Regions from separate parts of the Mus musculus genome. Here regions 1, 2, 3, 5, 6 and 7 are each linked to region 4. The links are chromatin contacts, called in public HiChIP or PLAC-seq and promoter capture Hi-C maps. All regions are on one chromosome and are shown on one strand. The core of a region is the stretch at or near the end of the contact, and the rest is flanking DNA. Distances in the headings are between cores, read along the strand shown. Region 1 holds the start of Tigar (Trp53 induced glycolysis regulatory phosphatase). Region 2 holds the start of Tspan9 (tetraspanin 9). Region 3 overlaps Tspan9 (tetraspanin 9). Region 4 holds the start of Cracr2a (calcium release activated channel regulator 2A). Region 5 holds the start of Tspan11 (tetraspanin 11). Region 6 overlaps Gm46976 (a long non-coding RNA gene). Region 7 holds the start of Ccnd2 (cyclin D2).

Region 1 (3,293 bases), core at 492-2,991, 450 kb before region 4:
AAGAAACCTATTCTTACTACCCACTAAAATTAGACCAGGTGATATTTCCAAGTGACCTTCGAACACTAGGCTTTAAGATAACCAAGAAGCAGAGAATAGTGGGTTAATTTGCTCTGGTTCAAATACTTGCCCCACAACTTTAAGTTCCCTGGAGTCTGACTCCCCTTACTCTCCAGTGAATCACAGATACTCCATATTCACACAGATATTGCCCGTTAAGAATCTAAGTAGGGGGCGGGCGGTGGTGGCGCACGCCTTTAATCCTAGCACTTGGGAGGCAGAGACAGGCGGATTTCTGAGTTCAAGGCCAGCCTGGACTATAAAGTGAGTTCCAGGACAGCCAAGACTACAGAGAAACCCTGTCTCGAAAAACCAAAAAAAAAAAAAAAAAAAAAATCTAAGTAGGGATCGTTTCCCAGCAGGGTCTACATTGAAAAGAGGACAAGGGGGTTCATGTTCCTTTAGTGCTCCCAATAAAGCGGTATCATCTCCCGGAACATTCTAGAAAGCACAGGGACACAGAAAGACACAGGGAACCAGAGTTCTAATTTAGCCACTAAAATCCCTGAATCCTAAAGGTCCACTTCACATGATGCTGGAGACCATCTTCCTATAAAGAGGAAGCTGGACAGAAAAAGCATGCGTTGAAGAAGGTCGCCACAAGGTTCAAACGCTGTCAGCGTTCCTGTGAGCCCTATGAAGCCGGAAACGGTAATCAGTCCCGCTCCGAGAAGCTGTTCTGATAAGCCCTGACTACACAGGTGAGACTCAGCTGCTTTTTATCTGAGCTTTGCTTACAGAAGAACACGTTATTTAATTCTCGGGCATATTTCTTCCTCTCTGCTCCATGTGCTCCATCCTCTCCATTTGGTTAGATCCAGAGAGATTAGAAAGACTGCTGCCACCAATCTGCTTATCGGAACGCAGGTCAGAAAGATTAAGTCTGTCCTACGAGGCAGCTACTGAATCCCAACGAGGAGCCTGAATCCCAACCAAGCAACGCCTTGAAACTTCCCTCCTCTTACCCACCCTGAATCTGCCTACCATCATCACCAGGCAAACATGTACTGGGAAGGAAAACGATAGGTGACCTAAAGCCAGATTCTGCTCCATGAAATCTGTCATGATAAAAATGTTTGTTCAGGGTGATGCAGTCGACTGAGACGGAGATCTCGAACTCTCTAATTTTTTCCCTCAGAACTGTAGCCTCTGAAGGGAGGTAAATTGCAAAAGTACCCCCGATGCAAGGAGAAAGGGGGAGGGGAGGGTGAGAAAATAAGGCAACCAGCATAGGATAGATGAGGTGTGGCTCAGCAATTCTAAAAACTCTGGAATTTACTAGGGGGCAGAAAAGGTCACACTGAAAAGTCGAGAGGCCGGGTCATGTCTTCTCGCAATGGCTGGGAACCGTGATCGTGTGCTTCTCCACACTTCTTTCCTCGTGGAAAACGCAAGGCTCTTGACATTTAAGACCCGGCTTCCTCACGCAGGGTGTCGCGGATAAAAGATTGGACACGAGAGGATGCAAAGAAAAAGCACATGGAAAGCCCACCCTCCCCGGATTGGAGCACGTAGGGACCAGAAGAGACCCAGGCCAGGAAGCTCCCGGCAACTGCGATACTCACTGGCGGATAACGGTCAAGGCGAAGCGCGGCATTTTGGCACAAGACGCGTGAGCCACGACCCGGCTCTGCAGCAGCACCTCGCTGCGCCTGACTCTGGGACCACTTTGCCTGCACTACTTCCGTCTGCACGGCGGACCGGCCCCGTAGCTATTGGTCGAGGCGGCTGAACGTCACCACAGGGTTGCCAATAAAGGTGGAGCCTGAAACCGGAGAAGCCCCGCCCAGGCCAGTGGCGCTTGCGCTCCTGCGCGCCAACCTGTGATTGGCGCCTGGCAGGTGCGCGCGGCCCCGCCCTGGGTTAACGCCCTGGAGTCTTGCCAGAGCTAGACCGCCGCCTGCACCAGGGACAGATAAGGACTGCTTTGATTGTTTTATGCTGAACTGATTTGAGGAAGGCGTGCAAGGTGTAGTGTGCCTGTAGTGTGCCAAGGCGATGGCTCTCCTCTGGTGGTTACACAGCCAGACTGCATCCTTTGAGGGTTAGCTGTTATCCTTTACCTGGGAAGTGAGGTCAAAGTAGGTATGTAGATCCAAACCAACCTAGTTTCTCTCTCAACTTCTTAACCAAAGACTTTTGTCAGGCCACTTTCTTGCCTTCTGCTTTGCTGAGCCTGGTCCTCCCAAACATTATTACCAAGTATTTTCGCTAATGCTGCTATCATTTATAATTAAGTTACTCTAGAGCTCTCCACTGATACCTGTTGTATTAAGAGTTTAATTCAACCATTTCTTAAAATAATTCCTATTGTAATGAACGTTATCTCTGTTGCACTGATCTAGAGGAAAGTCGTTTCCTTAAAAACAAATGCAGGGACAAAGGTTCTGTATAAAACCCCTCGAGAGGGGTTGGGGAGTTGGCTTAACCCTTTAAGAGCCCAGATTATTTGCTCCTCTGGAGAACCAGGTTCAAAGCCCAGTGCACCCACAGAGGCAATCAAACATCTGTAACTGCAGTTCCAGGAAGACCATTTACTTTCTGCTGACCTCTGGGCTCACGTTATGCACAGACATTCAGGCAGAGCACCTAGACACATAAAATAAAAAGAAATATCAACAAATAAATAGATGTCTTCAAGACTGAGACTGAGCCTCTAGTCCTCAGCCATATAATAGGAACATAGGGACAAAAGGGCTATAGGGGCTGGAGGTCAACAGCCTGTGCCCAGCCAGCCAGGCCTGGCCATCTAGCCTTCCTAAGACAACTGAGAGCCAAATAAATAGTGAGGGAAAAAAAGGAGGAAAAAGAGGTTTATTCAGTGTATCCACTGTTCCTCACCTCAGTCCATTGGTGGGATCCTAAATTTTCTCTGAAATTTTAAATGGAAGCTAAGAGATAGACATGCCTAAGCAGCCCAGCCACCAAGGTGTAGTCGCCCACAGAGGAATGTCTCATCTCTGCCTATCTCTAGCAAGTGATGTTCCTTCCAGAGACTGTTCCCTCCTCTGACTGCCTTCAGGACTTTTTCTCACTCCAGCAAGAGATTCCCGGAGAGATGGAGAGACTCCCAGTCTCTTGGGATCCATTGTTTCAACAGACTCATAGCCAAAGAGAGGGCACAAGAGTCCCTTTTGGCTATATTTATTTTTACCAAGTATGGTGGCACATACCCTTAGCCCCAGCACTCAGGAGTCAGAGGCAAGAAAATCTTCTGAGTTTTAGGTCAGCCT
Region 2 (3,497 bases), core at 384-2,883, 470 kb after region 4:
TTCATCCAGTTTGTGTAACTCGTAAGTACTTGTGCACACAGTCACCAGCGTCACACATGAGACAGACGATATTCCCAAGCCAGCCCATCCATTGACACTTTCTCTAGAAAAATCATCTCCCTTTGTCCTTTTTGCTCATCCTGGAGGCTCCTGGAGCCTGGGAAAGAGTGGCCTGGCCAAGTGCTGGCTGCCCAGCCCACAGCAATCCCTCAAAAGCAGCAGCCTGTCCCTCATCGTGTATGGCTGCTTCCTCCTCTTCCTGGGAACCATGTAAATGAGCAGGGGACTGTGACCTCCACACCCCCACCCCACCCCCACAATGCTACAGACTGGCCTCCTGCCTCCAGGAGCAATAGAAGAAACTCAGAAACCATCCTCACGGCCCCCCACCAACCCAGGGGCACAGCTGTGCCGTCTGACCCACACCCATGATGCAGGTTCCCTGGTGCAGGTACTTCAGTGTGCCTTTTTTTTGGGAGAAGGAAGCAGTGGCAAACTTTCCAGCTTCCTGGGAGCAGAACGTGTCTCTCCTGGAAGACTGACAAGTTGAAGCCTCCATTCAGCCATGGAGAAGAGGGAAAAGGGAACAGAAAGATGCAGGGAGTGGGAGGGTGCCTTCAATTTTTAAAAGCACTTACCTTTGGGCAGATAAGGTAGAGCGAGGAGGAAGTAGAAGATATTCCTAGGGTGGAAAGCAAGGAGAAGGAGCAACGGAAGACTCAACAGTAAGGACTTACCCAGAATATCAAATTGAAGAGGAACATCGTGTACTTCAAGCAGCAGAGACAGCCCCTGGCCATGTTGCACTTCTTAAATTCTAGGAGGAACACAAAGGACAGGTCCAGGTAAAACACCACGTACTTGCTGCCTTTGGGTGCATTGTACTTGTCAGTCTTAATGCCGGCCTCCGTGCGGCTCTGACCCCGCGAACCCGCGGTGCCGTAGAAGGCGCCAGCCGTGAAGCCGCGGCCGAACGGGCGGCCAGAGGTGGACGGCTTGGCAAAGTCCGAGTCCTTGCTGTCCAAAGATGGACTCCGGTGGATCGAAGAATCCTCGCTACTCGACTTCTCCATGCTCGCCTCGTTCCCGGGGGGCACGAGGGGCGGGGGGCATTGCTCCCAGAGTGGGACGGAGGGGGCACCCCGGTCGGGCACGGGTTCTGAGCAAGCTGGCTGTTGGAGCTTCGCACGCCCCCTCTCTGCACCCGCGAGCAATAGCGGAGCAACCAACTGCCGGGGGTTCACTGCCTCTGGGACGGCGCCCCGCTCCCAGCCTTAGCCCGCTGGCCCGGGAGGGCTCTGCGGCACTGTTATAAGCACGCTTGGGGAGCCGGCTCGCCTGCGTAACTAGGCTTCTTTAGGGAGGCTGCAATTTGACTGCTCTTTCCCGGGCGGCTGCACCACCGACCGGACGCAGCACTCGAGGCGAAAGGGCGCTGGGATCCAAGCTCCGCAGGCACGCCTCTTCCAACCCGGAGCCCCACCACTTTGCGGGCGCTCGGCCTCCCTTGCTCCGCGACTTTGCGGAGCCGCTGCCGGCCCTGGGCTGCCCGGGTGCGCCGCGGGCAGAGAGCCTCGGATCCGCTGCAGCTGCAACCGCTGGGCTTGCCCTGCGAAATTCCAGCCCTGACTCTCGACTCTGAAATCGCCTAGAGCCCCTTCCCCGGGCTCTGGGCCCCGCCCCCTGCTTTGCATCCGACCAATGGGCTCAAGGTCTGCCTGGCTCCGGTAGGGGAGCTACCCCCCTCCCCAATGACACAATATCTTTAATAGGATTAGCGGTCTGCTTGTGTGCCTAAACTAGTGTGCCCAGAACCCTTCTAAATGTCAAGGGCTCGCTCAGTGGCTAGGAATGAACTAACACCTCCATGGGAAAGCACTGGTTTCTTGCCCCAGCAAGGGCCGCGACTAGAGGAGGGGGAGAACTGGAGACACCAAGAACCCTAGGAAGCCAGAGGATAGGTCTGGGGGGAAAGGCTGGAAGGGAAAGAAACGGTGGCCACTACTAGGCTGGCCTCCGCCCCCTAGGAACGTCGGGCCTGTCTAGCCTGGGGCACATGGTCCCAAGCAGTACCTTTACACACACACACACACACACACACACACACACACACACACACACACACACACACACACACACACACACCACGCTTTTGCACACGTGAGAATGGCTACTGCGCACTGGTAGAGGGGCCGCAGCAGAGACGCAAGGTGTAGGAAAGCGCCCTCAGGCCTCCGCGGGGCGCGCCGCCCTCCCTGCCCCCTCCACGCGCACACGCACGCGCGGCTCCGAGAGACTCCTGCAGCTGCGCAAGCCCCCGCCTCCGCGTTCCCGAGTGGGACGGCGGGCTGCAAGGGGCAGGCGGCTCAAGTGGGGCACTGCTTTTTGCCAGCAGAAGAGCAAGGTAGCAATGCTTTTTTGGTCACACCCGAGTCCTCTCGGAGCCGAGGTCAGAGAAAAGACAGGAGGTATGTGCCTGCCAGAGGAACATCCAAAAACAGCCCTTCATCCTCTTGTGAAGCGCTGCAATGAAGACAGCCTCCTCTGGGCTTATATGCAGAAGTCTGCATTGCTGACCTGGGGCCACCACGGTTTGCAAATGATAAAAACTAGAAGACTGAGTGGGGTGGGGGTGCGGGGGTTAGACACTGAGTCTCTCCTTTGTGCAGTGAGTCAGTGTGGGAGCTAAGTTTTACCAGGCTCCCAGCAGCTAACAAGGAGCTCAGCCTCTGGAAGGTACTCCATAGGGACGGCTAGATGGAGTCTACTCTGCAACCCCCAACCCTCTATCCTGAGCCCCAAGGGGGAGCCCTTGAGGAAACACCATAGTACTACTGCCTGCCCTTTGGGCAGCACAAAATCTAGTTAGGACAGGAAGTTACTGGAGGCACAGATAGACTCAGATGGTTGTGGCTATGCCCCGAGGGGTGGGGGGTGGGGGCAGTGATTCCAACTAGGGGGAATTCACCTTCACTTTGCCCCACCACCACCCTAGAGGTGATAACTCTGAGATCTGTTTTGACTCTTCTGGGTCCCTTCTGAACTCAGAAGCAAAGCTCTGTGTGAACAACCACCACTGGGTCTCTCCTTTGGGGACCAATGGTCCTGAGATACTGTCTGAAAAAAAAAAAAAAAACAAAGACAAAAGAAAAAAGAAGCAAATGTCTAGCTGGCTCCCGTGAGAGTGCTGAGCTCTTTGACCAGGACATCTAACACCTCCTGTCCTCTTCAGCCTCACCTGCCTGCTCCAGGATACAAGGTTACCACTTCTGTCTTAGAACGTTACTTCCGGTGGGGGCACCCCCCAGCTGGACTAGAGTCAGGAGAGCTGCTGTCCCCTGGCTGGCCACCATTCCTCCTGTCAGTGTGGAGTTCAGGAATACCCAGGTGTCTTATATGTGGAGTGAACCGACAGGGGCGAGACCAGTCAGAGCAAACAGGCTCTGAACACAAGATGGTACCGTTATATCTCGGAAGGAATGACGTGTCCCCAAGGG
Region 3 (3,407 bases), core at 732-3,231, 430 kb after region 4:
CATTCCTGCCTGCTTGCCATTCCTCGGCCTGGAATGGGCTTCCCTTTCTTGCTGCCACCGCATACCCTCTAACAGGGTACTACGCCTCACCTGCTCCGAAAGCCTAGCCAGCAGCCCCGCCCTCTCCAGTCACACCGGACCGGCCCTAGAGGGCACAGGGATAATAGTGCCCATGTGGGAATCCGAGTGGCAGGCCTGAAAGCATGGAGGTACGGCAAGGAACAAGAGGCGGGGTTGTATGTGTGTGTCTGAGTAGTAGAGGCTAGAGAGCCATCTTGCACATCTTTCTCGATTGCACCCCACTTTATTTTCTGAAGCAGGGTCACTCGGAAGCTGGAGGTCACTGATCTGGCTAGGCTGGCTGGTCCTGTCCCAGACTCTTGGTGCTTGGGTCAAAACCACAAAGTGTCTCACTGTACTTTGCACATGAGTGCTGGGCAGCACGGCTCAGGGTCTCAGGCTTGTGTGGCAAGGACTACACTTACTGATCCATCAGCCTTGTGGGTGGGTTTTAGGTGTGTGAACGAGGCAGCAGTTTGCGGAGGCTGTGCATCCTCCATGAAGCCCAGAGGACAGAACAGGGACCAAGCGATAAAACCTATGAGGCAAGAAATGACTTAACTTCTCTTGCCCAGAGACCAGAGCAAATCAACGTGTTAGCTAAGCAGGGGGCCCTGCCATTAGGGGGTCTAAGGAAAGCCCAGGGCTCTCTTTCTGGACAGGAGCTGCTCTGGCCCCAGCCACCTCTTACTCTGCATTTCTGTATTCTACCATTGGTTCCCCGGCTCACCCACCTCTGTACTCTGAGACTATGTGTGGTGCTGACTGACCCAGGACTCCTGGGGTATATGAAAAATCACTGCCCGGGGTCCCCATCTTTTAAGCTAGTGTCCTTTGTAACTGAAGAATCTCCTTCACATCTCTATTAACACCAACAAGTGAGCAGCGGCTCGCTCAGGAGAACAGAATTGGGGGTGGCGGGGGGGGGGGTGGAGAGGAGGATTTTAATGTCCACTGATTTATCCCCCTCAGTTCTTCCTTACACATTAGATTTATATTCAGATGTGAACTTTTATTTTTTTAAGCACCGACTTCCTGCTGGCGTGGTGGTACACACCTATGATCCCAGCACTTAGAAAACTGAGGCAGAAGGGAATTGAATTCAAGTCAAGTTTGGGCTACGTACTGAGACCTTGTCTCAAAAAATCCCTAAGAAGAAAAGAATAAAGCAAAGAAAGAACCAACATCCTTTCCTTTATCTCGAGCCTGTCCATCATTCAAGATCAGTTACTCACAACCAGCCTGTCCCCTCCTCTTTCTTACAACCAGGGACCCTCACACAGAACATTTTTTTTCTCATCTCTACCCCCTGGGCTCTGGAAGTTAGCCCAGGCACAGGTATGTACTAGTTCTGCACCTAGATCTAAGATGACCCCCAAAGCCCAGACGTAGGAGGGGGAAGGAGAGAAGAGAAAAGTTCAGGTGTGAACAGCTTTCTCCTGCTTTCTCCCCAACGCTACTCCCAGGCCCAGGCCCCTTCTCCTGGGCAGCCTAACATGCACTGTTATCAACCTGGGTATTCCCCAGACCTGGAAGGTTACAGCAGGCACGGAAGGCTAAGAGCCCAGCTTCACATACCTCAAGGGCTATGTCATGGCACCAGGAAAGGCTCTGAGTCACAGATATGGTCCTTGATCCACCCTCTTAAGACAGTGTATTTGACTGCCAACAAGCTGGCCTCAGCATGAGCAAGCTGGCCTGGGTGACAGAGCAGGGATGAGACAGAGCTCCTGGCTTCTCTAACCAGCGGGACAATCTTGGATGCACAGCACATGGCTGACAGAGAGAAGGTCAGAGGTTCTCAGTTCTGGGTGCTCTGACAGGAACAGGAAATCATTTCATACAGGAAACACACCAGACACCCTCAAGAAAGCTGTAGACGTGAGCCACGGGGCGACTCTACTGTGGTGGGGGACTGGATCAAAGTGTGCACAACCACGGACAACGAGAAGAACCACACAACCCTGCCTAGCGGATCTCAAAATATAACCTCAGGCTTCTCACGAAGCCAGCCAACACCATCTGAACACAAGCAAAGGGCAAGCCGGCTTTTCATGAAGGCAAGAGGCTTGTCACCATGCTGATGGCACAGGCTCTATGAAGGGAGCGTGGACACACCCATCATGGGAGAACCAGCAGATGGCCCTTTCCCACCCTGCTCAATTTACAGGTCACCATGGCCCAGGGAGGTGTTCTGAGCTCGTGTGGCAAGTTGAGGATACATCATACCCCACCTTTCTCCACGTCCCTCCACCTCAGCTAGGCTGGGACCCAATGTCCCTTGCTCCACTGCTGGAACACGCAAATGCTTTGAGAAAAAGAAAACTGAAAACTATTTCTCTCCTGTGGCAGAAGTCAATGCTCCCTTTCTACTTTGAGGATGGAGGCCCAGGAACTGCTCTAAGGACATCCTCCCTGGCCTCTGCACCTCCCTTGGCCAAGCCCTGAGAGGCAGAAATGAGCCTGGCATCTTCCAGATCACTCTACCAAACTGGCAGGTGCAAGAAATGTGCTTTGGTCCAGGCGTCTGCTTGCGTGCTTGCTTGCTTGCTTGCCTGCCTGGCAGCTCAAGGATGGCCCAATCAGAGTGTTGAAGAGTTCCAGAACCAGGCGCTGCCAGCAGGAAACAAAGGCATAGGACCTCCTGGGGATGGAGGGGAGTGGAGTGGTACCTAAGGACGCTGGCAGTGTCTTCATCTCTTCATCTCAGGATCTCTTAGCGTCTATACAGAAATTACTCTACAGCATGAACATCCTATGGCTTCTTCTAAGAGCAGTGTGGCCTCTAGAAGTCAGGGATACCCAGAATGGAGGAACCGAGGTGCAGAGTAGAAATGAGTGTTTGGTGTCACTGGAGCTCAGGGCTTCCTGCTGCGAGGCCAGGCTGGGCTCACAGCCCTCCAAAGGAATGAGGAACAGAGCCCTGGAAAGGAAGACCCTTAGGGCTCCCAACTGGCGGGAAGAAGGTCCTGGTGGTACAAATCTAGTGGACCACATGCTTGCCTTCTGCGCTGTTGGCGTCCGTGGGACCTGGCTCCTGCTGGTCCTTTCTCATCATTTGGCTTTCAAAGTGTGACTAAAGAGACTATCAGCCACATGGTCCCCTTCAGGGGGCTGCTGGGGGGCTCACCATCTGGAGGGCCCCACTGCCACCGATGTTGACTGTCTGCCTGCGGCACAGGGTCGGGTGCAGCGGTGAGAGGGACTTGCCAGCACTCCTCCCAAAGCACACACTGCCTGGTGGCTTCTGGGAAGGGACAGCCATGCCACCAGCTGCCTCTCTGCTCCTGGGATCTGTCTACCCCATACCATCTGGGGAGGGCTAGAACCCAAGACCACGGCTGTGA
Region 4 (3,316 bases), core at 164-2,663:
GGCAAATGACTGCCATCCCATGAGGTGGTTGTAGGCATGGAAGCCAGCTGGAGCCTGAGAAGGAAGAGGCAGTAGTTATGAGAATGACCATGGCCATGACCTTAGGTGCCTCTGACTTGGTGTCTCTGGTCTCCGTTTTCTCCTCTGTAGAACGGAGATGAAGTGGCTTTGCATCAAGATGAGTCCTGCCGTCCCTCCTTGTCTTGGGCGGTGGTGATGAAAATGCCTCTTTTCTTAGTTTAGCTGATTGAGAAAGGTGAGCGATCCATCTGACACATCCTAGAGACCCAGATTTGCTACCTAGCTGGCTGGGTCTCAAGCTTATGTGTCATCTTGTTCCATTCCAACTCTGGGGGCTGACACAAGCAAGCCTTCTCCAGGACTGAGAAGGGAAAACCAGGGCACAGAGGAGGAGACGCTGAGGGAAGGAATGAGAGGATATTGGCCCCTTCTGAGGCTCCTGCGGTGGGGTGGGATGGTGAACTAGCCACTGGCCGGCTGCAAGCAGAAAGGATACATTGTAGTAATTGGTACCAATGAGTGTGGGTGTCTCTTTGTGATCTGGGTTTAGAGTGTGTTTCTATGTGTGTAGGGTGTGTGTGTATGGGGGCGATGGCTAATAGATAAACTTGCCAGAGGAGGACAGACCTTCTGCTGAGGGGCAGTGTTTGGGGAAAGGTCCCTAAACTGATATTTCATGGAGCCTGGATGGGTAGGTTTCCAACGGGAAAAGAAGAAAGAGGGGAATTCTGGGTAAAGATAGAGGTCTTAGCAGCCAGAAAAGGCACCTGGTATTTGCAACAGGTAGCAGCTTTGGTGCAGAGCTGTATGTTTGAGGGTCGAGTGGCGAAACTGGAAGATGAGCTTACAGCTTGGTAGGGAGCAGTGGACTCGGCTGAAGGGCTATCTTCAAGCATGGAAGTTTTTGAAGATTTATTGAATACTTTGTTTAAAGGCACGTGTTGCATGGACTTTAATTGAGCACGCATTCCTGCCCACCCTAGAATACATAAGATCAGACAAGCATCAAGAACAAAATCCCCTTGGTTTCTAAGTGCAAAGAGAGCAGCTGAAGCCGGTTTTTCAGGGTGAATGAGTTCTCTCTAGCAGGTCCACAAAGCCCAGACTGGTGCCTGGCTTTTAGTGCAAAGAGAGGCTCTGGAGACAGACTCCCTTGGCTCATTGAGCAAGGGTCCTCTAAGGCAAAGACCAGCAAAGAGGGGGCACAGGAAGTCTTGGGCTCCAGTCAGCGACGGCCCCGCCCTCGCCACCCAGACTGCAGGCTTTAGTAGTCAGTCACAAGTTGCTTCGCTAAGCTGGGACACCACGGTATGGTGTAGATCCTGGAGCGCGCGCAGTGGGGCGCTGCTGGGGCTGGACCAGCCATGCAGCCGGAGGCGGGGACAGCGGACCAGATCCGGCTGGCCGGCGAATTCCTGACAGCTGCGAGTCAGAAGGCAGGGGGACAACTCGGACAGCCGCACTGGACGCCCCTGCAGGTAATCGGAGGAAGGTCTTGGGAGGCTTCGCCCCAAACCCTCTGCTGGGCAGCAGAGAACGCACTTCCTGCAGACCAGCAAAACACAAGGAGAGGCTGGCCTGGACTGCATGCACCCTGGGACAAGCATCCCAGCCTTGGCTTCCCCAGGCCTGGTTAGGCCCTCTGCCCTGCACCCTAAAAGGGACTATAAAAGCTTAGGAGCACCAGGGTTTAGAAAGAGCCCCCATCCCCTCGGACCCTTCAGTCACACCCAGACTGTTTTACAGAGGAAACTAAGACTTTATTGGTGAAGTGACTAGAAATTCACACTGCTGGACAGCAGGGGGAGCTGCTGGGAGCCGCTGGCACGTGGGCCCAGCACAGGGGTAAGAATTGCTACCTCACAGGGAAATAAACTCAGAGAGACAGTTAAAAAAAAAAAAAAAAAAAAAAAAAAAGACCAAAAACTTCCCAGAGCAGAGGGAGAGATGAGGTGGAGGGATCCTGGGGTGTAGCTTCCTCCTGATCCCCATTTGTCCTGTGATCTGGCTGTATGACTCAATGACCTTGTGCTGTATCTGTCCCAGATGTGGTGTGTGTGTGTGTGTGTGTGTGTGTGTGTGTGTGTGTGTGCGCGTGTGTATTGTGTGTAAGCACATACGTGTGTACCACATAATTGTGTACCAGAGCACAGTGATGTCTACCCTTGATTTCAGGAAAGTCTCACAATCCACACGTCTTCCCACTAACCACACAACCCCTAAAGGGAACCTGCCCAGTTTGCCTCTGTGGAGGAAACCAGGGATCCCTACTGTATTAGCCTTTGACTTCAGAAGGCAGAAAGTGTCAATGAGTGGCTGTCTACAAAGGTGACAGGCCAAGAGGTAGAACCTGATTGGCACATCGCATAAGGTGGTGAGTCCCTTATTTCTGGAAGAAGCTGGTACATAAGAAGTAGTGTTATCAGTGATGCAGGCAAAGGGGTGTGCAGCCAGGACAGTGTGTCCACACAAAGTCAGAGTTCAGTTTGAGGGGTCAGGTTCATGGCCCTCTTTAGGAGGAATGAATATGCATGTCCTTATGGATAATAGTCGTCTATGAAAGCTACCCTACAATGTTTTGTCTGGGGATGCTAAAAAAAAAAAAAAAGAAATTAAAAAATAAAGAGGTGTGACCCAGAGGTCCCTTGGCTTTTCTGAAATATTACACTGCGATGCTCGGGGGGTCTGGAGGAGGTGGTGCTGTTCCTTCTGGAAGGAGCGGGGCAGGCATGACAAGCCAGATGTGGCCTTCAGATCTTGAGGAAGAAGCTAAGTGTGGATGCTCTTGGAGGGACACCTCTTGAAGTTGTGCTGAAGAACCAGGGGATGTAATGGCAGGCTCGATGCATTAAGGGGCAGTGCCTGGGGCAGAGGGCAAGAGGGCCTTGAATGTTTGACCAGGGAGTCTGAGCATTAGGGTCAGTCCTGGGGTACCATGATGGCTTCTGTTGGAACGGGGCTCAGAAGCCTACAACATCTGTGACAGAGGTGGAAGCCACCCATGCTCGAGGCTGCAAGAGACCTGGGAAGGTGACTGTGTACGCTTGAGCAGGGCTGGGTGGAATGCAGAGTGAGGGGTGGCACCAGAGATGCTGTACAAAGAGCTTGGTAGGTGGGTGGGTGACAGTTGTAGTTGCGGATTCTAGAGCCACGTTTAATAATTACAACAGTAATTCCTCTGTGATCATTATTGACCCCATACTGTAGAGGAAGAACCTAGAGTCAGAAAGGTTAGGTGGCTTTTCCAAGTTCACACAGCAATTATGTGGGGGACAGGGATCTAAGACCTCCAGTG
Region 5 (3,456 bases), core at 640-3,139, 330 kb after region 4:
TAGAAGATACTTCTGGTACAACACCTTAAGACAGAAGCAAACAAGGTTAGGCAGAGAATGGACTTGAATTAGGGTTTTCTTTGGGAAGCTGTGGAATTGGAGTGGATTTCAGAGCCCTCTAGAGCAGAACCAAGAGAGTCACCTTTGTGTGCTCTGCATTCGGCCGGTGGGTCCAGGATCCATATCCGAGCACCCCTCCACCTGCTGTATCTAGTGTGTCACCCCACTTTCCATCCCTGTGGTGAAATGCCTGCTATAAAGGACTTTGAAGGAGATGGAGGTTTCCTTTGGCTCATGCTGCCCCTGGTCCCCATCTCACAGGCTCCTCCTTCTGCTGCACAGCTCTGTAGACCTCTCTGCTGTGTCTTTTCCTTTCACCACCTGCATCCCCAGTTCATCTCTCAGAGAGATTACAGCCATGACCTCCTCTGAGTCCCTCCGTCCCACTTTCTTAGCCCATCTTCCATTGCTTCAATGAAATACCTGAGACTGAACAAAGTATAAAGAATTAAAGTCTATGGCCCATGTTCTACGGGTCAAAAAACAAACAAACAAACAAACAAATGGCCATGTCTGGCAAGGGCCTCATACTGTGTAAGGTCATGGTAGCAAGTGAAAGAGGGGAGTTATTTCTTTCAGAAATAAGGGGCAACACCATGCTATACAATAACCTCTGGTCTGTACACACACATGCTCATGCATCTGTATACACACGAACACACATCTGTTCACAGATGAACACATCCACACACATGGACATACATTCACACAAATAAAAACGAAATAGAAATAATCCACCCACTGGAGTAACCAGTCCACTGCGGGAACTGAGAAATGAGTCCTTACCACTCAAATGCTCTGAAAGGCCCCATGTCCCTGAACCCTAGCCGCCAGCTCTCAGGATGAGTTCCGAAGGAGACAGTCCCTATCTCATCTCTGCTGTGACAGGGCATTCTTAGCAGCCAGCTGGCCTCCGTAGCTAGGAACCCTCAGCTTTGCCTGCTTCCTGCGACTGAGTGGTCAACCTCACTGAATTTAGAGTCACCTAGGAAACGCACCTTCCGGTGCTTCTGTGAGGATGTTTTCAGAAAGGTTTCACTGAGGGATTGTGTGTGAAAACAGCTACATGGGAATCTGAATAACAAAGAAAAACAAAGCAAGCAAACTGAGCGCTTACATTTGCCCCTTCTGCCTCCTGCCGTCAAACACTCAGTGACCAGCCACTCCTGCTCTGGTGGCAGTGCCATTCAGTCTGTGATCCCCTGCACACTCGAATTTCCAGACAGAACAAACCCTTAAGTTTCTCTTGTCAGGTATTGTGGCATTGCGAGGAGAAAAATTAATAAGCTACCAAGCCTTGCTCACTGCAGTCAAGGCTGGCTAAGCACGGGCTGTTCCTCTTAGTAAATCACACAGGGTGCTCACCCACTGGCCGGGCAGTGTGTGTGTGTGTTGGGGGGGGGGGGGAGGGCGGTCAGCAACTCTTCACCCTCACCCACTGGCAGAGACTGGGTCTTGGTTGTCTGTCCTTCCACTGTGTTCCAGTACGGAAAGGGATCTGGCTTTTCTTTGGTTCCAAGGAGGGTAAAAGAAATGATGGTCCGCAGGATTTTGACTCCCCACCCCCACCCCACCCCACCCCCAAAAAAACCGGTTCCTGTGTCTCAGGAGTGAGGAGAGAAGTGGGAGGCTTGTCCCTACATCCCAAGGAACCTGTCATGGATTCAATTCTTCCGGGATCCTGGAATTTCCCCCCACTTCATGAGGATAAATCTAAGTCTGGGACAGTGATTACTGATGAGTGGGTGGGACGGGACAGAGGGCCATCCGCCTCTCTTCAGCCCCACCCCCTCCTCACAAGTTTCCTGGAGCCACTTCTGCACAACTGCCAGGACCGAGTGCTCAGTGTGCTCTGCTTTGGGTGGGAAAAAAAAAAAGCCAGCTCCAAACAAAGAGCAGCCCCGGTCCCGCCCGCCCCGGGCCTGTGGGCGCGTCCCCCAGTCTGAGTGAGAGGGGCAGCCAGCAGCCACCGCGGGCCAGTGGGCAAGGAGCGCAGGGTGGAGCGGGCGGCTGTGGCCAGGACAGCCACAATCACAGCTCCGGATTCCCGATCCCTCGCTGCATCCAGCCTGGCGGTTTTGGCCGGGTAAGTGCAGGTGGCGGCGGGAGACAAGAGCGCCGGTGGGGTTGACATTAAAGCACCAAGCCGTCCTGGCATGGCTCCTCCAGCTCAGCTGCCCGTCCCTGGCACGACCCCAGAGGGGCTCAGTGGCCAAGAAAGTTGCCCTTGGATGAGGATGAGGCAGCGGTGGGTGCGCGCATGGGTGTCGCACTGTGCTCAGCGGGGTAGGGGTGGGGTTGGTACTACTCTGAATGTCTGCCTTGCCTTTCTTGACTGGGTTGCCTTTAACTTTGTGCGCCCAGCTTTGATAGCTTGGGCCATACAGAGTGTCCTGTGTATGACTGGCCCTCCGTCAAATGCCCCCCCCCCCCGCTTTGTTAATCCCAAATACTAGGGGCTGTCTCTTGTTTGTTAGCAGAGGCAAAATGCCAAGTCCGTGGCTGCTGGACCCCATGCAAAACAGGGTCTGCTAGCTGCTGGCAGCTGCTGAGTCTAGGACACTGGGGGGTTGGTTGTTCCTAGGCAGTCTGCCGTCCCAGGCTGAGCTATCCACCTGGGCCCTGTTGTGTATCAGTGGAAACTGAGTTAGGCAGGCCTTGTCACCTATGTCTACGTGCTTGGCTTCCTGTGTTGAAGAGAGAATGAGGGGGATTCTGGAATGTAGGGGTTTTGTTTGAATTATGCAGTGCCCACATGTGACTAGTTGTAAAGCAGGGAGAGGACTAGTTGGCGTCTTAACTTGGGCTTAGATTGCAGAGAGCACAGGAAGAAGCAACCAGAGGCTGGCAAGTGGCACATATTGTGGCAGGAAGTAGGAAGGGGTACCAGAAGAAGAAACAATTTCTAGAAAATTCCTAAGTGCACTCCAGGGTGTAGAGTTACAGTATCGTAGGGTCTTGGGGAGAAAAAGAGGGTAGGATTGAGCAAGACTAGATGGTCTGTGTTTAATTAATGAATCACTATGAGACAGCTGGTGGAGTTTGGCAGCCTGGGCTTAGACCAGAACTTAGTAGGGAGTTTAGCTGCCATGACTATGTCCCAAAACTGTATCCCAGGAGAGTTATCAGAGCTCCATGGCGTACTGTACACAGTGGGGCCACTGACCAGGTCCTACTTGTCACCTAGGTGGTTGGAGGAACAATGTGGAGATGCCTGGGATGGGGCTCTAAGCAAGGGGGCGGCGCTGGGAACACAAGTACCCGCTAGTAGCTTGGGAGTGTCCTAGTGGCCTGCATCTGCTTGGTCAGTGGTGGTAGAGGGAGCCCCTACCCTCAGCACAAGAGGGGTGTCTGTCTGGAGCCTGTGTCTGGACTCTTAGTTGGAAATGTGGGAAT
Region 6 (3,156 bases), core at 331-2,830, 290 kb after region 4:
GAGGTCAGGATGTAGCAAGTGCCGCCTAGTGAAATTCAAGCCTGGAAAAGGTTATCCACCCCTTTCCACTGTATCAAACTGCTTTGCTTACAAGGCGCCCGAAGTTCTCTCTGTCCTGGCACCTCGGTCCCACTTGTCTCAAACATTTCTATCTCCAGAATGAAGCACTTCTCATAGTCTTTAAAAACCACTTCCCAAACCCACAGAGTCCTTGTTTTTAGGTAAATAACCTGAGAACAGACACTCTTCCCTGTTCCCCACACTCTCTCAGATCTACTTAAATAGAGCAGCCAAGGTTTTTGAAAAGTTAACCCTTGATAGCCTGGCCTATGTGAATCTGTCCAAGTCCTCCAGCCTGGAGAAAGGTCAGATTCACCCTGCCATTCCATCCCTATGTTGATGTGAATGAAATAAAACTCTCTTCTTTATAAGTTGCCTGGCCTTGGGTGTATCGAACCCACTCTCAGAAAGCAGAGGGATGGCGATGAATGCAGCCTAGTACTCAACCCACTTTCCCCTTTTTATCCCATCCAAGGTCCCCTTCCTGTGGAATGGCCACACCCACGATTCAGTTGAGCATGCCCGTGTCAATCAACATTATTGACAACAGTCTCAGAAGCTAGCTAATCGTCACAGGTGTGCCAAGAGGCTTGGTGCATAGATGATTCCATGAACACCACCCAGCACACTGCCTAGCTTTCTGATGCAGTCCATCCATCCTCCTCGCTAGACACTTCCACCACTGCACACACTGTGCACCGCATTTCCTTATCTTTCCTGGGTTGCCTTGGGTTGCCTTTTTGTTCACTTGACACAAGCTCCGGTCATCTGAGAAGAGGGGTCATTTTCAATTAAGAAAATGCCCCTATCAAATTGGCCTGTCTGTAGGGTCAATCTATAGAGTCTATAGGTCATTGGGGGTGGGGTTGATTTATGATTGATATAGGAGAGTATCCACCACTATGATGGCACTACCCCTGGGCAGGTGGTCTTGTGTTTGGAAAAAAAAAAAAAAGAAAGAAACAAACTGAGCAAGCCATGAGGATTAAACCAATATCTGGAGGCCCCTCCACTGTCTCTAACGCAGTTCCTGCCTTGAGTTCCCGCTCTGCTTTCTTTTCACAATGATCTCCAACTGTAAGGTCAAATAGACCCTTTGCTCCTCACGTTGCTTTTGGTCATGGTGTTGTATCACAGCCAAAGAAACCCAACGAATACACTCCTCTAGGGGACCGCAAGCTCCATTCGAGACATTGCGGTCCTTTTTTCCACTGCTCCGCTTGGAACAGCATCTAACACATAATGGGCATGGTGGGACACCACCCAAGTGTCACTCTGTTGGGAGAAGGGCTCACTCAGAGGGATTCAGCAGAGCACAGTGCCCTGCTGTAAGAAGTCATCCCATCAGCTCGCCTCATAGGCAAACAGATGTTCCCTAATTGGCTTAGACTGTGTCGTCAGTCAGCAGCAGGGACAGAAAAAAAAAAGCAGCCAAGACTTGTCGCTCCCAGTGCCTCAGTCTAATAAGCCCTGCATTCTCTGTCCTGCCTGCCTGTGTAGAACAGGATCTGGGCTTAGTATGGATCCCATAACTAAGGAGCCATTATGTAGTGTGCAGCCCAGCAGGCCGGGAGATCACAGGGCCTCCTGCGGCTGTGGCCACAATTAGTGCCCTCAGGCAATTATGGCCTGGCTCCTCCTGGCTTCCCCCACCCTCATTACTTCTTTCTTGGCTCCCACACCAGGCCAGCACAGGACACGGTTCCAACTCTCACCTAAATGTTTGAACTGAGCAGAGCCAAAAAGCTGCTCTTCCCTTCCAGTGCAGACAGCCAGAGCAGAGGAGCGCTATCAGTTCCACAGGGTCTGCGGCTTAGAGCACTGCTTCTAGACTCTTCCCTAAATCTCTTAATGCCCTATATTTCTGTGCCTTGTCTCCTGTGTCTTATATCCCTTTGGAGGTACCATGTTGCCCGGCCAGCTCAAAAGTAGCATCCTTTCTGTTCTGTGACTCAAAAACACTAAATGAGTGGCATCCAGAACAGCTCGTGGCAACGGGCTAATGCTTGGTTCACTGAATCCTTGAATTCAACATCTGTGGATCCAACCACCATGAATCTAAATGTTCTAGAGCACTGTCTGTACCTAACACATGAGGCTTTCCCCCTGTTACTTCTCGCTTAATAGTACAGTGTAACAGCCTTCGAGTTGTATTATGAATAACTTAGGTTTAAAGTGTACAGGAGGATGTATGTATGCAATGTGCAAATGCTGTGCCATCTTATAGAAGGGACTTGAGTGTCCTCAGATGTAGCTGTCTAAGAGCCAGTGTCCAGTGGATGCTGGCTGGTGAGTTATCTCTAACCCTCTCAGCACAGGCCCCTAAAGACTGGCACTGTTTCTCTTTGTTCTGGTCTCTTATGCCTAGCACGAGATTTGGTATCTACTAGAATAGTAGATTTGGAGTTCTAGTTACAAGAGAAGGAAGGGAGAAGGGGAGGGAGAAAAGGAGAAAGGGAGGGGGGGGAGGGGGAAGAGAATGAATGTTTTCGAAGCACTAGTCCAAAAATAGTAGACAAGGGGACAGGGTGACAGAAGAATAAAGCCTGAGAAAGCTGGGCAGTGGTGGCACACACCTTTAATCACAGCACTTGGGAGGCAGAGGCAGGCGGATTTCTGAGTTTGAGGCCAGCCTGGTCTACAAAGTGAGTTCCAGGACAGCCAGGGCTATACAGAGAAACCCTGTCTCAAAAAACCAACACCTCCCCCCCAAAAAGAAAGGGGTTGGTTTTTGTCCTGGACAAGGGTCAGACAGGGCCCATGTGACATGTGAGCCTGGAGGCCAGCAATCCCAGATCCTTGTTTACCAGGCTCCCCTTTGTTGGACTCCTTTGTCCCCTACAGCTCTGTCACCTGCATAAGTGGCCAGCAGCTTCAAGCAGCTATCAGAGCCCTTCCAATTTAATGTGTTACAGCTTTCAAGCCCAATTTTTAGCTGGCAAACTTGATACTGTTAGGAAAATATGCCCCTGTCCACATTTTAGGGTACCCTCCCCCTCCCTCCCGGGGGGGGGTGTCCTTTGTAGACAACTAAGGACAAGGACCCTGCTCCCTGCTGCTAGTCCTATGGTCTGAGTTATCCAGTGAATGGAAACC
Region 7 (3,524 bases), core at 119-2,618, 410 kb before region 4:
ACGAAACCAGGGAACCCCCCTCCAGGAGGCATGCGGGACTCTGACCTCTCATTTGGGGGTGCCCCCTAGCCTGCTCTACACACCTCCTCCCCCGCTTCCTACCCCACCCAAATCTGCGCGCTCAAGAAGCAGCCAAACTGTAAGTAACCTTGGTGAACCGAGGGCTGGGGAAGAGGGCACGATCAGAAAGAGGGTGCCCAGGATCATGGGGTGCTGAGAGGGGGTGGGGGCGCCGGCGAATGTTGCCAGTCCTTGTAAATGGAGTTTGCAAAGCAACATGGCGAAACCACGGCAGGTCCAGAGCTGTGCATACGTGGGCACCCTGCTCTCTCGGCAAAGATTGCAAGCAAGGCTAAAGCAGCGGTTCTTTCAGATTGCCCTAAACGCACGTTTTTTTCAGTATGACTTCCGGGGCTCTCCTGAATTCCCTGTTTCTCCCCCACCCCCACCTCCTGCCAAAGTGCCAACGCGGAGTCCTAAGGCTCAGACGGTTTGCCCCAACCCTGAGAGTCGGGGGCGGGGGGGGGCTCTTTATATGTTGGTATGGATTGTTAGGTCGCAACACCCTCTGGGGCCTCACTGAAGGCAGCCGGGGTTGCTTCCACACCACAGGTCAGAAATGGAGATGGGAAGACGAGGAAGCCACATGCAGGCACACGCGCGGGATGCCAACCCCCCGGGGGGGGGAGGACATCCTCACTCACCCAAGTTTTCCTCCACTAGTTAATCTAGCAAGGGACAGAATTAGCGTCTCGCCCAAGGGTGCGGGGCTACCTCGCGCACGAGCGGGGGAGGCCAGCGCAGGGGTAGTTCTCCCGCAGTTTTTAGGATCTCTGCGTGTTGGAGGTAGGGATGGAGCGGCTGGGCTTGCCTCTCCCTGAGAGCGTCGCCCGCACACCTACCTCTAGCATCCAGGTGGCCACCATCCTGCGCATGTACGGTTGGATGTCCTTCTGCACGCACTTGAAATAGGAACACTGCGGGAGGTAGCGCTCCTCGATGGTCAACAGGTTCTGCAGAACGCGGTCTTCCAGCAGGTTGCGGTCCGGCACGGCCCTGCGGACCGGGTCCACCTCGCAGCACAGCAGCTCCATAGCCAGCCGGCCACCACTCGGTCCCGACTGTAAATTTTTTTTATTATTATTATTTTTTGGAGGTGCGGGGGGGTCGGGGAGTGCTTCCCTTACCTCCTTCCTTTGGCTGAATGGGAGATTTGGGAGAGGAAAGAAATGGCAAAGAGAGAGAGGGAGAGAGAGAGAGAAGAGTGGAAGGTGGGCGAGCGGAGCCTCAAGGGCCGCCTGACTCGCACCGGTCCTTCCCTCCGAACTGCCCGGCTCTCCTCAGCTCGCTCTCCTCTCTCGCTCAGGCAGTGACGCAAGCTGGAAGGGCAGTTAGATCTCCTCCCCCTCTCAGGTTCCTCCTCCCCCTTTCCTCCCCTCCTCTAGCGTCCCTCCCCTCCTTTCAATCTTTCCCTCCCTCTCCCCCCCCCCTTCCCTCTTGTTATTAAGGAGCACAGCAGCTGGCCTGACCAAACTTCAAACACGATCCCCGCTCCCCACCCCCAACCCCTCTCCCTACTTCTCCGAGGCCCTCTCCCCATCCAGCCCCGCATGCTAGGGGCCTCGGATAGGGGAACCCACAAACCCCATGGATTCCTATTGATTATCCTTTCTGACATTCTGTAGGCATACCATGGGGGCATAAAGGGTGTGTACGTGTGTGCTCTCTAACTTCGGAGGCTTGCAATGTGATCAGAAAAACAGCCCATTATTCAAGATTCAGGTAGATAGATTTACCATGTGGATGAGTTCAGATAACTTAGAAGTAGACCCCTAAATGAGGAACAAGGAAAGGCTTATTTGAGAAAATTGCAACCTCGCCAAACCAGGGATAAAGGTTATGCCCCTCAAGCTTAGACTCCTGATAACTTTCAAGCTGTTGTCCGCCCCGAGCCACGTGCGTGGAGAGGAAGAGGAGGAAGGGGTGGATGTTGGAGAAAGGGGTGCTTCTTAAGCCTAGTAGAATATGACCCTCCTGCAGAAACCTTTCTGTTCTTGGGGGCGCCATTGGGCAACGCGGCCAGCCTCTCAGAGCGGCCCCAGACCGGGGGCAGGGCTAGCAGCGGTTCCTCCGCGGGCCTCGGCCACGCAGGAAAAACCCGCTTCCTCGCCCCTGCATCTGCTGACAAGCCGCCCTAGGTGTCTGCGCGGAGCGTGGCCACATTGATACAGCTTTCTAGGAAATGGCTCGGGAGGGGCCAGGGAGGGGGAGAGGGAGGGTTTAGGTTTGGCTCTCCCTGCGCCAGCAAGGCCACCCTTCCTTTCCCCGGGGGCTCCTGAGTCCTGCACCCCTCAATCCCCGACCCCGTGGGGTCTCGCGCCTCATCCTTCCGCCAGGATTTTGGGGTCGGCTCTGACATGTGCTCTAAAGCATCCTGTGGTCAAGGCTGTTGGTAGAGGGGGACACGTTGGCGTTTCCTCACCTCCTTCCTGCTCCCACCCTGCCTTTAACTATATTAAAGGAGGGAGGAAGGGGCGAGGAACCACTGGCCCCCGCATGGTGGCCACGCTGGCACGTGCAGATAGCATGGCGTGGGTTGCACCTCTCTGGGCACACGGGGGGGGGCACTGAGTCCCTCCTTCCTTAAGAAGGGGGGATGATCAGGGACGCTTAAGGCTAGCGGAGGCTGAGGCTGGGGGGGGGAGGGGGTGGCACGCTGTGGGAGCACCACCCGTGGGCTCTCGGAAAGGCCCGGGAGGGGAGGCAATAAAGCCGAGGTGCAAGCGATTAACTCCAGCCCTGGGCCAGCCCCTTTAAACGAGGGTGGGGCGGAAGGGGTGGGCGGGGGGAGGGGATATCACTTTAAAAGGGTGAGTATGAGTTTGGGGCGCCGTCTCCCCTCCCTCTATTTGCATAGCCAATAGCTCTGGGGCTCCTGCTACTGCGCGCTGATTGTTACCGGGCAGATTACTTTTTTTTTTTAAAGTAGGAAGCCTTCTCCGCTACATCAAAAGGAAGCCCGGGAAGGGCGGAGGGAGAGCGGGGACCCGGGCGGGCTAGGCCCGCACAGGGGCCTGGGCTCCTCGGACCCTATCAATGGCAGCGGGAATTAGTATCCAATCTACTGCATGTAAAGAAAGGGGAGGGAAGGGGCGGGCGAGGAAAATGTGTAATTGCAATGGAAGCCATTAGCTTTCGGAGGTGGGTGGGGGAGAACTCATTGAAAAACTCAAGTTGCGAACTTAAGACGGAACCGTCCTGCGCCCAAGGTGACGCTTGTCTAGTGCACTCTGTCCATCACCTGTGGGGTTTAATCAAGATGGGTTTCCCGAATAGAGGTCTCGGTGTTATCCTGCACAGATATATGAATTTATGCTTTATGACCCCATAAAGCAATTACTCAAAATTTCCCCAGGGCCACCTCCAAGGAGCAGATCTGACACTGCTCCTGCAGAGGGGCACAAAGTACGGGGCGTCAGAGCTGTACTGAGGTATTCATCTACCTCAACAGAGAAGCTGGGCGG

The links. Promoter capture Hi-C pulls out the DNA fragments that hold promoters and counts their contacts. HiChIP or PLAC-seq counts read pairs in DNA pulled down with a chosen protein or histone mark. Capture Hi-C pulls out chosen DNA fragments and counts their contacts.
Region 1: a promoter capture Hi-C map of pre-B cells shows a contact between it and region 4. The contact joins the promoter of Tigar here to the promoter of Cracr2a in region 4. A contact is called at or near these places in 3 of 39 promoter capture datasets (liver and pre-B cells), 1 of 115 datasets of contacts at active chromatin or transcription factors (bone marrow-derived macrophages) and 1 of 9 other capture datasets (liver).
Region 2: a contact with region 4 is called in a CTCF HiChIP or PLAC-seq map of the NIH/3T3 cell line, with 5 read pairs. The contact joins the promoter of Tspan9 here to the promoter of Cracr2a in region 4. A contact is called at or near these places in 1 of 15 datasets of contacts at CTCF or cohesin (the NIH/3T3 cell line) and 6 of 115 datasets of contacts at active chromatin or transcription factors (the NIH/3T3 cell line, embryonic stem cells, forebrain and 2 more).
Region 3: a CTCF HiChIP or PLAC-seq map of the NIH/3T3 cell line shows a contact between it and region 4, with 7 read pairs. The contact joins the enhancer-like site here to the promoter of Cracr2a in region 4. A contact is called at or near these places in 1 of 15 datasets of contacts at CTCF or cohesin (the NIH/3T3 cell line), 1 of 484 Hi-C or Micro-C datasets (CD8 T cells) and 6 of 115 datasets of contacts at active chromatin or transcription factors (the NIH/3T3 cell line, embryonic basal ganglia, embryonic limb bud and 3 more).
Region 5: a promoter capture Hi-C map of adipose tissue shows a contact between it and region 4. The contact joins the promoter of Tspan11 here to the promoter of Cracr2a in region 4. A contact is called at or near these places in 15 of 39 promoter capture datasets (the 3T3-L1 cell line, 3T3-L1-derived adipocytes, cranial neural crest and 9 more), 2 of 15 datasets of contacts at CTCF or cohesin (the NIH/3T3 cell line and stem cell-derived epiblast-like cells), 11 of 484 Hi-C or Micro-C datasets (embryonic stem cells, epiblasts, muscle stem cells and 3 more), 10 of 115 datasets of contacts at active chromatin or transcription factors (the NIH/3T3 cell line, embryonic basal ganglia, embryonic hindbrain and 4 more) and 2 of 9 other capture datasets (adipose tissue and embryonic stem cells).
Region 6: a contact with region 4 is called in an H3K4me3 HiChIP or PLAC-seq map of embryonic limb bud, with 3 times the contacts expected there. The contact joins the enhancer-like site here to the promoter of Cracr2a in region 4. A contact is called at or near these places in 1 of 15 datasets of contacts at CTCF or cohesin (the NIH/3T3 cell line), 1 of 484 Hi-C or Micro-C datasets (primordial germ cells) and 4 of 115 datasets of contacts at active chromatin or transcription factors (embryonic basal ganglia, embryonic limb bud and embryonic stem cells).
Region 7: a promoter capture Hi-C map of liver shows a contact between it and region 4, with 6 times the contacts expected there. The contact joins the promoter of Ccnd2 here to the promoter of Cracr2a in region 4. A contact is called at or near these places in 12 of 39 promoter capture datasets (3T3-L1-derived adipocytes, the C10 cell line, HPC-7-derived erythroid cells and 8 more), 6 of 484 Hi-C or Micro-C datasets (CD4 T cells, CD8 T cells, memory CD8 T cells and 1 more), 4 of 115 datasets of contacts at active chromatin or transcription factors (forebrain, large pre-B cells, memory CD8 T cells and 1 more) and 3 of 9 other capture datasets (adipose tissue, embryonic stem cells and liver).

What each region holds. Positions count from the first base shown.
Region 1 is chr6:127,107,811-127,111,103 of GRCm38.p6, forward strand. Tigar (Trp53 induced glycolysis regulatory phosphatase) reads right to left here and starts at 1,742. Exons shown (of 6, transcript NM_177003.5): 1 at 1,626-1,742. The coding sequence starts at 1,657.
Region 2 is chr6:128,033,429-128,036,925 of GRCm38.p6, forward strand. It overlaps Tspan9 (tetraspanin 9), which reads right to left and starts at 1,634. Exons shown (of 7, transcript NM_001379136.1): 1 at 738-1,634. The coding sequence starts at 1,073.
Region 3 is chr6:127,990,035-127,993,441 of GRCm38.p6, forward strand. The region is part of intron 1 of Tspan9 (tetraspanin 9); the gene reads right to left. Among named protein-coding and RNA genes, the nearest start is that of Tspan9, 43 kb to the right of the region's middle. Within about 2 kb of position 1,982, at least 117 of the 459 cell types and tissues checked have an H3K27ac peak or open chromatin away from gene starts, as enhancers often do. A contact at or near this core is called in CD8 T cells, the NIH/3T3 cell line, memory CD8 T cells and 1 more, where this site is marked.
Region 4 is chr6:127,559,923-127,563,238 of GRCm38.p6, forward strand. It overlaps Cracr2a (calcium release activated channel regulator 2A), which reads left to right and starts at 1,414. Exons shown (of 19, transcript NM_001368877.1): 1 at 1,414-1,499.
Region 5 is chr6:127,885,733-127,889,188 of GRCm38.p6, forward strand. Tspan11 (tetraspanin 11) reads left to right here and starts at 1,890. Exons shown (of 8, transcript NM_026743.3): 1 at 1,890-2,146.
Region 6 is chr6:127,854,476-127,857,631 of GRCm38.p6, forward strand. The region is part of intron 1 of Gm46976 (a long non-coding RNA gene); the gene reads left to right. Among named protein-coding and RNA genes, the nearest start is that of Gm46976, 5.4 kb to the left of the region's middle. Within about 2 kb of position 1,581, at least 42 of the 459 cell types and tissues checked have an H3K27ac peak or open chromatin away from gene starts, as enhancers often do. A contact at or near this core is called in embryonic limb bud, where this site is marked.
Region 7 is chr6:127,149,680-127,153,203 of GRCm38.p6, forward strand. Ccnd2 (cyclin D2) reads right to left here and starts at 1,369. Exons shown (of 5, transcript NM_009829.3): 1 at 903-1,369. The coding sequence starts at 1,094. The region is part of intron 1 of 9330179D12Rik (RIKEN cDNA 9330179D12 gene); the gene reads left to right.